Linked DNA regions of Mus musculus: regions 2 and 3 are each linked to region 1. A link is a contact called in public HiChIP or PLAC-seq and promoter capture Hi-C data. All regions are on one chromosome and are shown on one strand. Each heading gives the region's core, a stretch centred on a gene start, on an enhancer-like site or on the middle of the called end of the contact. The rest is flanking DNA. Distances are from core to core; before and after follow the strand shown.

Region 1 (4,523 bases), core at 748-3,247:
AGGATGAAACTTGAGGAACAGGCAGAGATCATGGGAGCACTGGGTCTGGCCACTGTGATTCAGGACTGCATGGTCCAGTCTCTTTAGAATGCTGCCGCTGTCATTGTCACCCTGAGCAGCCTCCTGTACAATCTATCTTCTTCTTTTGTTACTATTGGTTGAGTGAGCATTCTGTCCTAAGGATTGGAGGTGAATGGCAGATGGGACAAACTGTGGAAGATTCTGTCCCGGGGAATAGTCAGGCTTTCACGCAGTGAAAATTAACCATCAAAAAGATGGAGAGATACAGGGAGTGGAGATATGGTTCAGTGGTTAAGAGTATGCACTGCCCTTGCAGGAGGCCTGAGTTCAGTTCTAAGCACCCAGGTGTAACCCCTGCTCCAGGCAGGTCCCTTTCTCTGATCTCTGCATCTCTACAGGAACCTGTACTCATGTTCACAAGCCTACATACACATAATTAAAAATAAGTAACTCATTTTTAAAATATATGGAAGTAAAAAATAAATGACATTTTCTAGAAAGCAATCCTTTAGCTGGTGCTCAGCTTGCTGCTGCTGATGGTTGAGAAGCAATGACTTGGCATCTTCTACCTCACAAGTCCTTGTACAACCTACAGGGCCAAACCCAGAGATTTATGAAATCATCTGCTGTTTCTCCGAATTTAAACCTTTCAGGTGAGAACAGTAGGGGCAAAGGGATTGCTTCTCCGGGGGCTGATTACTGTTTGTAGGCCTCTTTCATTATTCAAGGTTCATGCACAGAAATAAAAATGCTAAGTGGCACTGACCTCCAGGGCATGATGGAAGAATACCATTAATGGAAAAACCCTTGGTGATGTATACTGAGCACTGCTCAGCAAACACTGACCCTGCATTGAATCTGCACCTTTTCTTATATATAGTGCAATCAAACATAAGTACTCGTGCAGTAATTTGCCTGGCTTCTCTTCTAAACCTTTGTCCAACTCCTTCCTTCCTTAGAAACGGAAGGTTCTTTAGAATTCTTGTCCTGGCAAGAATTCCCCTTCCATTTTTCCAAGTACTTTTTCTGTGCACCTTTAACACCAGTGGTGTTTTTTTTTTAAATAACTACATTTATAGGTCTTTATATTGCAGCTAGAAATGGATGTGGTGTCACGTGTCTTTTAACTCAGCACTCAAGAGACAGAGGCAGGTGGACCTCTATGAGTTTGAGGCCAGCCTGGTCTACATAGTGAGTTCCAGGCCAGCCAGAACTACATAGAGAAACCCTGTCTCTAAAATCAAACCAAATACTGGAGGACAGAGAGCCTTAAAGGAGACCTGCTTTGAATTTCTGAGGGACCTTGAGGCATAGAAGTGACACATGAGACAGGGACCTGCCAAATATCCTCCCATTCTGTGCTGGTTAAGCTTTTCAATTGCCTTATTTTCCAATCTGTAATTTCTTTTAACCTTGTAGTCTTAATTCTCATCTCACAAATCTCCTCTATGGAGAGGCCTGGCATAGTCCCGACATCCCTTTTGTGTTCTCATTACACATCTCTATCAGTTTACAGCAAGCTGACATTATCTTTTGTTTGTGCACTTGTATGTAACCAACTCCTCCTCATGCCATCCCCAGCCAGGGTAAGAGCTTAGCTCCTTGTGCTTGTACTCCTATGACATTTGCTGACAGCTGACTCACTGGTCTCTCAGAAGCTCCTACTAAGGCCCAGGGAAGTCAGGTGACTTTCTCCAAGCTGGCTTCCTAGGATACTGAACTGCATTATTCACACTCCCTGAGGGGCATCTCAATCCTCCTGGGATGAAGAAAGATCGTCCACTTGGCCACTTGAGGCCAGCAACAGCAAAGCTTGCTTGCTCTAGCAACTTTCCCTACCTGGCTGGCGAGGGAAAGCCTAGAGACTGAGAAAGGAGGGGCTTGAGGGGCGGGCCTGGATGCAGGGCCCCTGTTGGCCCAGCCAATGGGCTCTCCGGCGTAGGGAGACCAGTCTGCCCAGAGGAGGCGCTCACGTACTGTGCAGGGCAGAGGCAGAGCGCGCAAGCTGCAGCGCTCCCGCAGATCCTGTAATTGGCGGCGCCAGTCCGAGGTACACACGGGCCACCGTAGCTGGCACTGTCGGTAAGCCAAGGCAAAGTGGAGTAGGTGGGTTTTCTGGCCTTAGGGAGCACTCACCCCGAATCCGAGCTGTTGGTGCGTCCTCGGGCAGTGCTACTTCCCCATAAGCTCTCTCTTTTGTTAGCCGAATGTTGATGCTGCATGTTGGTGGGGTGCAGGTGCTCCGTGAGCCCGGAGTGCCACCCTCCGGTCCCAGGCTGCTGCTGCCGGTCCCTAGCACTGGTCCCTGTAGAGTACCGGAACCCTGGGGCCCTCAAAGCTATGACTACTGAGGTATTCAACCCAACATCCAGACCTGTCCCGGAAAAGAGCTTCCTCTGGGAAGCTGAGACCACAACAGATACTGGTGCTCTGCACTGGATCCCAGCACCTGCTCTAGGCAGGTCCCTCAGGACCTGTTGCCTTGGGTCTGGGGCTCAGATCTGTTGCGCAGTCTTCTATTTCCAGCTATCCTGAGACGAAGGAAAAAACCTTGGAGGGTTTTCCTGGCCAGGCTAAGACTAACACTGCTGGAGCGCCCTGGTTATTTATTCATGACTTACTTGGCTGTAAGCCAGACACTATGCTCTCAGCTCTAGCGGCCTTAAAGGAATCTCAGGAGTTGCTGGGGCCTACCAGGGATGATAGGATAGGAGGGATTGCAGTGTGGTGTAGTGCAGACAGCAAGAGGTGGGTGGGTCGTGATGCAGCCTGGAAGACACACAGAGACTGGAGAGTTTGCCAGCCTGAGAGCTGTGGAATCAGAGGCATCAGGGACAGGAAGAATTTCAGGTAGATTTTCCCATGTGCAGACGAAAGAAGTGAAGAACTCAGAATCTCAGCTAATCAAACAGCAGATTGCACAGTAGAACCAGGACTTGCAGATGGGACCTAAACTGCAAGGTAGAAGGGGCTAGCCAAAAATGTACACAATCTAGAGATGCATGCAGCCTGACAAGTTTATCCTAGGACACGGGAGGCTGGGAAAGAATTCCAGCTGATCCCACAGCCACTCTGCTAGCTCTGTGGACAGTGACTGGAGCTGGCATCTTCAAGCTAGTAAGTTGTGAAAAGCTGGTTTTCAGGCAACGTGGCTGCAAATACTCTGGCCCCTTAAGGCTGACTATCTGACAGGGGCTCTGTAACCCTAGCTTCTGGGCATGAATTCAGGCAGGGAGATGCTGTCATGTGATGCTTGCTCCTGTCATTGTATTGGAAGCTGTGGCCTCTATCTTGTCATCGGGGATAGCCCTTGGGGAGTTGGATAGAGCATCTGTGCTCACTTTCTGATGCCTGGTCCCTGTGTGAGAACTTCTGCCTTACCTGGGCTTACCTTTCTATCTTCCAGGGCCAAGGGGCTGCTGTTTGGGTTGCCATATAGAGACTGGTATAGCGGCAATAAAAAAGGCTCCTAGGAAGTGAGACCAGAAAGCCACTTCATCTATTTGCCTTAAAGACATTTTTGACCTTGTGGGTCTCTCTCTCTCTCTCTCTCTCTCTCTCTCTCTCTCTCTCTCTCTGTGTGTGTGTGTGTGTGTGTGTGTGTGTGTGTGTGTGTGAGGAGATTATTTTACCTAGTTGTCATAAGCAAGGTTCCTTGTTTAAAAGGTCAGAGATGCTAAGCTAGTCACTTTTAAATTGTTAATTTGCCTTAACCTAGAATGCCCAAGGAATAACATCTCGATGAGGGATTGATGTCTAGATGAGACTGCCCTGTACGTACATCTGTCAGATAATGCCTTTATTTGTCAGTTGATTCATGGGAAGTCCTAGCTCATGGTGAGCCATGCTCCTCTCTGATAGTGAGTCCTGGATGGTGTAGGTATGGAGGAAGGACGCTGGACAGTAGGCAAGTGTTTATTCTTTCTCTGCCTTGCTTGTAGCTATGATCCGCTCCCACAAGTTCCTGCCAGCTTGACATACCCCCAAAATACGGTCTGTAGCCTGAACTTGTGAATTAAAATAAACCCTTTCTTACCCAAGTTGCTTTGTGATATTTTAGCACGGCAGCTGGAATGGACACAGAACTGGTGCATGTCTGGGTACCAGTAGTTGCTCTACCGTTCAAGTGAATACACAGTGGGGGTAGTGGGGCCAGGCACAGGTAGACACTGGTCCATGACGGAGGGGAAAAGCAGATTCAGGCTACCCTCTGAGGCTTTCGAAAGCCACACTAACCAGCCAGTAAGTATGGTGTGCCCACCGAGGGGTTCAACTTAAGGTGTCCCGTCAGCCAAACAGTTTCTAAACAGAGACACATATATGAGCTATAAGCAGTCAGAACTCCTGGCTGCTGGACATTAGGAGGTAACACGCATCTTGGTCTTGTGGGGAGGACGTGGATGTTTTTCTACGCCATTGATTCTCTGTGTCACTGTATGACATTGGGAAAAAAAATGAGGATGGTTTGGACTGGTCACTTAGAATGTTTCCCTGGCTTTTGA
Region 2 (4,523 bases), core at 1,046-3,545, 510 kb before region 1:
GGCAGAGGCAAGCGGATTTCTGAGTTCGAGGCCAGCCTGGTATACAAAGTGAGTTCCAGGACAGCCAGGATTACACAGAGAAACCCTGTCTCAAAATAAATAAATAAATAAAATAAAATAAAAATCTCTGTCTCAAAGGTTTGGAAACATCCTCAAAGTTGAGCTGTTTCTTCCTTGTTCCTACTGTTTCTCTGTTGTAGGAATCAGACCCTCAAACTAGTCTAACAGGAACAGTCAACCTGGGAAAAAAGGCTTCCTCAGGCCCCTGGTGAGGGCTTTCTTCTCCAGAGAACATAAAACTTCTCCCAGAACTAAACAGTGACTAGAAACATAATATCACAACTGTTCCTGGAGCAGATCACACTCCAAGCCTTCTAGAAGAAAAGGTACCAGAAAGAGACTTCTGACATATCTATCTCTCTCTGGTATATTAGATGAGGGAACATGGCTGACGGGATGTTGGCCTTCAGCATCTCGTTGCTCTCACACTGTTCCTCCTCAAGTAATATTCTAGTCAAACAAGATCAGACACACATGGAGTGGTGTGCCACCCATATGAGCAGAGATCCTGATCAAGTAAGAAAACTGAGGTATCTGTTACTATGGCAATATCACACCATCTTATTGACCGTGAATAAATCACTCGATTTCTTTAGGAAGCCTCAAGAAGTTCTCACCTGTCCTCCCTCTGAGGAGCTCAAGGTGGCTTCTCTGGGGACACACTGGGTATTAGGGTTTTAAGACTCTCCCTGGTGATTCTAATGAGCAGCCACGTGGAATTTCATTGAGATATGAATATCCATGACTCCCCTTTACTTACCAAAGGGTCTATGCTAGAAAGCTCTCTGGTGACTGGAGCTCAATATGGCCTGTAAAAACTTGGAGCAGGGCTATAGAGAAACAAGGGCATTTAACCAACTCTATTGCCATGAGTCTACAGGTTAACTCAGTGTCCTATTTGTGGATGATCCAAGATGTCATGCTTCCTATAGTGGGTCTGACTCTGGCCCACCATGGTCTCCATCAGGGGTGGGGATCTACCCAGTGTGTGTGTGAGGGGCAGAAGGCGGTGGGAAACAACACGGACTCTGGATACAGGGCTGGGTCAGCCATCCCCCAGCTGTAGAATCAAGGCACTGGCTGTCCTTGTTTGCTTTCTACTGCCTCAATAACATCTGACCAGAAACAACTTATATGAGGAAAGGGTTTACTTCACATCATAGCTTACAATCCATCATAAAAGGCTGTCAGGGCAGGAACCTGAAGATGGGAGCTGATGCAGAGACCACAGAGGACCAGGGTTCATCAGCTTGCTCTACCTGGCTTCCTCAGCCTGTTTTCTTATACAATCCAGGACCACCTGCTCAGGGCTGGCACCGCCCACAGTGGGCTGGACCCTCCCACATCAATCATTAATCAAGAAATTACCCCCACAGACTGGCCTACAGGTTCCCTGTCCCTAATCACCGAGAGGACTAGAACAGCGCCTGGCACCTAGTGAGTTTCCAGGGTGTTGGCTGTTGTTATTTTTATTATTCTCAAGCCTTATTTTCTGCTCTAGGCTTTAAGCAGTGGCAGTGCAGAAAAGAGTGACACTGTGCCGTTGCCCTCAAGAAATTCACAACTGGCAAGGGAGAAGGACAGACAGACAGATGGATTGCAATATGTGTATCTGTGCTTTCATGACACGGGTGTGCAAAAATTCAGGAGGAGCAGAAGAGAAAGTCTTCCTGGGAGAAATGGCCTTACTCATCCTTGAAGGGCTACATTAAAGGAGCAGGCTCGGTCACTCACTGCTTCAATAATCTTTAAGAGAAGAGTGGGTGGAAAACCCAACCGTCAGCACCAACATGAATTTTGGCAAACACAGGAGGATGAAGACACTGCTGTCTTCCAAGGCAGGAACCAGGCTTCTGGAACATTCTCTCCGTGTCTGAGTCTATGCACAGTGATGGGCACTCCTACAGATTCTCCCTACAGAAAATCTGAACCTATATGTTGGAATGGAAAGGCCTGGAGTTCTCTGTGGTGTGGTATGGTATGGAAAGGGCTGCAGGCAGGTCCAGTGCAGATCCGCCACAGCGATAGGAGGGGACCATCCCTAGTTGTTCCGCTAGGCACAGAAATCCCAGGTCAGATCTCTGCCTCAGCCCCTTCAGGAAATCCTGTCACTCAGCCAGGACTTATATACAGCTCAGAGTTGCCAACTCCACTGAGCTCCTGTGGTTTCTCAGCCTGGCCTCACCTACTTTCCCTTCCTAACCAGGGAAAGGAAAAGATTTAAATGCAGACAGAGTTCTCCTGGCACTCATCAGAGGAGTTGAAATCGTGAGGTCACCCTGAGGGGAGCCTGGCATGGCAAGGAGCAAGCTTCTCCTCGGCAAGCTGCTGCCTTTAATCCTCATCTTCCTGGGGTTGCTTGTGCAAAATGCCTGCTCCCCAACTGAAGCCCCAGAACTGGTAAGATAAACATTCCTGTGCGTTTACTTGTTAACTTTCACAATGTACTCTAGACGATTTTTTTTTGTTTTCCCATATAATCTTGGTCAAAAAGCCCTACCTGGGCTTCATTAAAATCAAGAAAAAGCTTACAAGACTAAGATCCTAAGCCAGAGGCACTGTCTTTCTGGGGCTGGCTGGGTTGGCGGTTTCTTGTCTGCTGTGCTCACTCCTCAGCTGGCATCTCTGATTTTAGTACTGACATTTCTCTTTCCCTGGCAGAGCAGCTGCATGTTCTGGGCTTTGTTGGGCTACCTTATCACTCTGGGTATCTATCAGCCATCTTCCCAAATGTAGAAATGGAGCATAGCTATAGGAGAGTGACCAGGGGAATTCCAGGGTAGAGAGGTGACGCCCTGTTGATAACAGGAAGCATCCGAAACATTTTCAAAATCCATCAGGCACTCACACATGCCTTCCTCCATCCTCCACTGGAGTGGGGGGACCACGGTGACCTTAAAGACTCGAGAGAAGCTCACACGGGTGCCATACCTGTCTCGGTGATGAGCAATCTCAGGAAAATTATATAAGCAGTATTTGGAGTATGGGATCTCAGCAGCAGATAGAGCTGCTGTGTTACAAGTTCACTCTGGCTCTGAGGACACTTTCCTGAGAATGTGGCAGACAGCACAGTGGGTACCTCTCCAGTCCAGAAGTTAGAGAGGGGCATATTTCAATGGCGACTTCAAAATATTTCAGAGGATAGGCCTTTGGGCTGCCCACTACACTAGCCATTCAACTGTAAGCAAGCAAACTAATCCCACTAAGCTTCAGTTGGTAGGGATTGCTGTCGCAATTATATTCAGCATGGAGGGCCTGCTTGTGTGCAGGCACTTGGCCTTGACCATTGTTCTAAGCTGAGTCTGTTCTTCTGTTGGCTTAAATTTGTAAAATGAGTTATTTCATTTGAAAACAGTAATTTGAAAGTCAGATAGATAGATAGATAGATAGATAGATACATAGATAGATAGATACATAGATACATAGATACATAGATAGATACATAGATAGTTACATAGATACATAGAGGATAGATAGACAAACAGATTTATGTGAGACAAATATATATATATATATATATATATATATATATATATATATATATATGTATGTATATATATATATATATATATACTTTATTTATTTATTTATTCATCCATTCATTCACTCTGCATTCTTCTCTCTGTCTCCCCATCCTGGTCACCCCCTCTCACAATCTTTCCACCCATACATCTCTAAGAGTGTGGAGGCACCCCTGGGTATCCCCCACCCTGGCATATCAAGTCTCTGCAGGGCTAGGTGCATCCTCTCCCATTGAGGTTAGACAAGGCAGCCCAGCTAGAAGAACATAGTTCATGGACAGGCAACAGCTTTTGGGATAGCCCCAGCTCTAATGGGACCCACATGAAGACCAGGCAGCACATCTGCTGCATATGCCTAGGTCCAGACTGTGTACGATCTTTGGTTGGTGGCTTAATCTCTAATAGCCCCAAGAGTCCAGGTTAGTTGGCTCTGTAGGACTTCCTGTGGAGTTGCTCCTTCAGGGCCCACAATCCTTCCCCCAACTCTTCCATAAGAGTCCCCAAGCTCTGTCCACTGTTTTGCTATGGGTCTCCTTATCTATCTGAGTCAGTTGCTGGGTGGAGCCTCTCAGAGGACAGCCATGCTAGGTTCCTGTCTGTAAGCATATTAAGAGTCTCATTAATAGTGTGAGGGATTGGTGGTTGCCCATGGAATGGGTCTCAAGTTGGGTCAGTTAGTGGTTGGTCATTACCTCATTCTCTGTTCCATCCCCCGTGCATGCATTTCTTGTAGATAGGATAAATTTTGGGTAGAAAGTCCTGTGAGTGGGTTAGTGCCCCTATCACTCCACTGGGGAGTCCTTCATCATTACAAGAGATGGCCTCTTCAGATTCCATATCCCCAATGCTGTGAATCACAACTAAGGTCACCCCCATTGAGTCTTGGAAGCCTCCTCTATCCCAGATCTCTGTCACATCCTTGAGATTCCCTCTACCTCCCCA
Region 3 (4,523 bases), core at 646-3,145, 330 kb after region 1:
TCAGTTACCAAAGGCTTGTCTAGCGTTCACAAACTCTTGGATTGTGTCCCCACTGCACAAAAAAACCTGGACATAGTGGCAAATGCCACTAATCTCAGCATTCCAGAGGTGGAGGCAGGAGCATCAGAAGTTCACAGTCATACAAGGCTACACAACAATTGCCAATCCAACTTGACATTCCAGGGGACCCTGTTTCAAAAGATAAAATGATTTACAAAAATAAAGCAGATTTATTAAGTTCAAACCGGCTTGCCTTAGCTCTAAGCTCCCAGAGAAAGTTGGATGTTTGTGGGCACAGGGTATGTGGCAGGTTGAACTAGCTCTAAACTTAGATATTCTTGATGGCTTCTCAAGGTTAGGAAGTTCATTGAAAATAGAAGAATGTCCTGCTTCAATGGTTCGATGTATGAATATATTCAGGTTCCACCAAAACCTACTGGAGGGGCCACCAGAAACTCTGGCTCTATTTCAGATGTACATGGCTTTGGAAGAAAGGCCCAAAGTAGTTCTGAGGAAAGACCCCAAGAACCTTCTGGAAATCCTTCAGTCCCTCCTTGGATTGAGTCTTTAGAGGCCACTAAAGATCTGTCTGTGTGACCAAGGATTGTGGCCAGTGTTCTCAATGAGTAGAACACATTGCTGTAGTTCAGACCAGTCCATTAAAGCCATGATCACAAGCCTACAGCACTATTGAGGACTGATAGAAACTTTAAGTGGTGGGACCTAGAAAAAGGAAGTTAGGTCATTAATGGCATATTCTTGAAGGGGATGTCGGGACCCTGGCCACTTCCTGTCTCAATCTTTGCTTCCTGACTGCTGCCGTACAGTGAGCTGTTGCTTCTGACCTAAGCTCTGCCATCTTGTACAACTCTAGATGTCCCTCCCATGCACAGACACCTCTGTAGTCCCTTTATTTCAATGGGAATTGGAAATTTATTGGAAGCTATGCCCACCCACCATAAAGAGGCAACCATTTTGGCTTTAGAGTCTCATTGCTACTCCAGTGACCCAGAAAACACTGCACTGATCCCTTGAACCCAGATCCTGCAAAACATTGGGATTTTCTGCCTATCCTAGGGCTTCTGTGTCCCGTAAATTAACCCTTCTCAAACTCCCCTTTTGTGGGAACCTCCGCATCATCTCTTCCCACAGCCAAGGAATTGTTTTCCCATCACACAAGTGAGGGACCTTCTGCTGAGTGCAAGCATTTCTCCCAAATCAGTTCTCTCCCGTGTCAAAAGTTGCTTTATTTTTTGTAAGGAGCTGGGTCTTTGAATCAAAAGCTGGAGAGCAAAGGAGTGCAGACCTTTCCCAAAACATTGGCCACGTGGCAGCAGCATGGCTGGAAAGACAAGGACACCGCAGAACAAAAACACAAACCAGCTGATTTCACCCGGCTTCGCAAGTGTTTAACACATGCACACACACACACACACACACACACACACACACACAGATGTGTGCACACATACACACAGGTATGCTACACAGCTGATTTTGATAGATTGGCAATTTCCTGTCATCCCTAGACCTTTATCTCCATTTTATCCTTTGACTTTAAGGGTACATATGACTTTCTTCTTGTTTTTTCTATTGTTCGTAGTGTGTGTGTGTGTGTGTGTGCGTGCGTGTGTTTGCTTTCTCTTTTGTTGTTCATCTTTTTTCTCGATTTTTCTAAGAAAAGTGTTCTGAAGGAAAGAATCTCATAAGACACTCCTTTGTTTTCTTTTGTGTTCTTAACTCTGCCCCAGCTTGGGATTCTGCTCCCTGTCTGTGCACAGCAAGGCCTAACCAACTTTCTGGGCTGTTCCCTCCCCTTCCCAGGAACAGTGAGAAACAGCAGAGAAAGCCATCAAAGGCTGCAGCTCCACAGGCCCCGTGCCTCCTGCTTGGGCACAGAGAGAGGAAAGAGGCCCCTGTGGGCCCCAAAGGGGATTTCTTCACTTCCTGGCAGTCTCCAGTACACAAACTGTGTTTGCTAGGAGGGAAAGGAATGCTATTGATGGCGTTGATGCTGCTGGAGAGGAGAAACAAAAATAATCTGGGACCACTGGCTCTGTTTCCTGTGCATGTGTCTGTGTGTCTGTCCTGTCCCCAGCCTGTCTGGCAAGCTCCGTGCTTGTTTGGGCTGGAAAAGGTTCGTGGAGAGGGCTCCATGGAGCCAGGGCCTGCTGCAAAGACATTTCCAGGGTCCATGACCCTGGCCCAGCAAAGTAGGACAGCTGCCACCTGGCACCTAGAAGTGTCTATTCTCAGTTGTGGCCACAGGGATGGAGAAAGCCTCCTTCCTCCTTAACTGCTCTGTTTCCTCTGTGCCCATCAATCTCTGGCCCTACAGGCATGACCTGTGCTTAGACCGTTGCTTGTATGTTTCAAGCCCACCTCCCACCCCCCACCCCCACCCCCACCCCCACTTAACTTTAGGCTCCTTAAGACATAGTAGGTGACTCAAGGTGAACCCTAGCTCTTGGTCCCTGCCTAGAAGTTTCTGGAATTCAGTAGATACTCAGCATATTTAGTAGAATGGCTTCTATGTCCACTCTCTGTCTTTCAACTTTCCTTCCCTGACACCACCTGTCTTACCTCTGAGAGAATCATCTCGAGCCTGAGGATGCTGTAGGGAGAGCCTGGCTGTCCTCATTCTGCAAAGGAAGATACTAACCTCAAACCCACCTTCACACTGATAGTAAAATGTGGAAACTTTAGGATCTGAGATGTTGGTTTGTTTCCCACCCCCCAACCCCACCCCCCCCCCCCCCCCGGTATCTTTCCATTGCTACATTTTCTCTTTCATCTCTTCTGTTACTTTCTTTTCTTGCCTTCTCTGCCCACCGATATACCTGCCCATAATCACCCTTTCCATTCTGGCCAACCATGTCTCCATCTGTGACTTAAGGACTCTATGGGCTCTGAGCAGAAGACTGAGATGAATCCACTGTGTGAACCCAGATGTATCAGCAGAGAGGAAGCAAGGATGAGCACCAGTTAGCTGAACTCATATCTCTACTCTTCTCACTCCTGGAGACATATTTCTCCGTGACTTTTATTTAAGATCACCTCGTCATGGTCTGTGTGTGCATCTTATAGGTACATATTCGTGTGGGTGTGTACACGGGTGGGTAGAAGTCAGAGGTCAATATTAGATCATTTCCCTAATCACTCTCTAATTTACTGTTTAACACGGGGTCTCTCAGTGAACCTGAAGCTCACCAATTCAGCTAGGTTAGCAGACCAATGAGCTGGAGGCACATTCTTGTCTCCGTTGCCCCCCCACCCCCCATCTCATCTCAAGCATACAGATGCGTGCTGCCATGCCTGGATTTTTATATGGCCCTGGGAATCTGGACTTGAGGCTTCCTTCTTGCACAGAAGGCATCTTCCCTGTCCTCCATGAGCCAGTTCATCTTTTTCTTCTTGTGAGTGGAATCATAGTCTTCGTGTCTGGTGTCCCTTTCTAGGTTCTTCTATGCAGCAGCACTTATTAAGACTTCATTCCCTTCTTATACCCTTGTATGGATACCTGGATTTTGAGTATCATTTATCAACTGATGAACAATTAGACATTTCTCATATTTTTGGTAATATCAAAAATGCCTTTATGAACATTTGTGAGCAAGTACTTATATTGACATTGCATTTTCATGTTTTTGAGGAGATACTTAATTTTTAGGTTAAGGGCATTTTAACAAAATGTACATTCCCGGGCCTCTAGACCCTCTAAATCAGACCATGGGAAGAGATGCAGAGCATTTCATGGACAGTTAGTTAGCTCTGTGGAGATTCTGAAGTACATGGGGGACTAACACTCATTCTAATCACATGAGCTTCACTGTCTAGATCCCATGTCAGAAGGCACAGGGCTGCCTCACTGCCTGGGAGTCCAGCACAATGCCTCAACAGGGAAGAACAGTTTATCTAGTGATTTCTAATATGTATGCCTCCTCCTAAGCACACCAATCCCCAGAATCAGCCCACACAGAGCTGCTATGCCAGCTATTGCTGCTGCAAAGATAGAGATGAGACAGCCCTACATGGAGTCATAAGGTAGACCAGGACCTTCTGACCTGCCCAGCGCTCATCCAGCACCCTATCAATGGCTGTTCTCTAAACCAAGCATTCTAAAAATTAATCAAGTGTTTAAAAAGACTGGGGGCCCCCTGTTCTTCTCAGCTATACCCTTCTGGGTTCCCTAGTGGAAGTTCTGCATCCCTGAATTACAGTTTGAAACCCTCCCATCTCAGAGATTGTCATCTAAATGAGGTTAGTAATATGTCATTAATTCAGTCATCAAAATTTTCTAAACATTTGCCTTGGGTCAGGAACTGTAGTAGATTCTAGGTAAACAGTAAAAAGACACAGCTCGGCCTGGAGAGATGGCTCAGCCATTAAAGGCTATCACAACCAAATCATCAAAAAGGCACAGTGTCTGTCCCTGGATTATTCACAGTTTATCATGAAGGTCCAGAATAAATGCTATAATAGTGTGGTTGGATGACCTGGAGATACCCAGGCAGGCTTCCTGG

What was found. Promoter capture Hi-C pulls out the DNA fragments that hold promoters and counts their contacts. HiChIP or PLAC-seq counts read pairs in DNA pulled down with a chosen protein or histone mark.
Region 2: a contact with region 1 is called in a promoter capture Hi-C map of pre-B cells, with 3 times the contacts expected there. The contact joins the promoter of Stab2 here to the promoter of Syn3 in region 1. A contact is called at or near these places in 8 of 39 promoter capture datasets (the 3T3-L1 cell line, 3T3-L1-derived adipocytes, embryonic stem cells and 4 more).
Region 3: a contact with region 1 is called in an H3K27ac HiChIP or PLAC-seq map of embryonic stem cells, with 4 times the contacts expected there. The contact joins the enhancer-like site here to the promoter of Syn3 in region 1. A contact is called at or near these places in 5 of 39 promoter capture datasets (the C10 cell line, cranial neural crest, embryonic stem cells and 1 more), 1 of 115 datasets of contacts at active chromatin or transcription factors (embryonic stem cells) and 2 of 9 other capture datasets (adipose tissue and liver).

The regions. Positions count from the first base shown.
Region 1 is chr10:86,496,370-86,500,892 of GRCm38.p6, reverse strand. Syn3 (synapsin III) reads left to right here and starts at 1,997. Exons shown (of 14, transcript NM_013722.3): 1 at 1,997-2,103.
Region 2 is chr10:87,005,714-87,010,236 of GRCm38.p6, reverse strand. It overlaps Stab2 (stabilin 2), which reads left to right and starts at 2,295. Exons shown (of 69, transcript NM_138673.3): 1 at 2,295-2,460. The coding sequence starts at 2,356. The region is part of intron 2 of Gm16271 (predicted gene 16271); the gene reads right to left.
Region 3 is chr10:86,164,558-86,169,080 of GRCm38.p6, reverse strand. The region is part of intron 6 of Syn3 (synapsin III); the gene reads left to right. All of the region lies in intron 2 of Gm35636 (a long non-coding RNA gene), which reads right to left. Among named protein-coding and RNA genes, the nearest start is that of Gm35636, 4.9 kb to the right of the region's middle. Within about 2 kb of position 1,895, at least 92 of the 459 cell types and tissues checked have an H3K27ac peak or open chromatin away from gene starts, as enhancers often do. A contact at or near this core is called in adipose tissue and hematopoietic stem and progenitor cells, where this site is marked.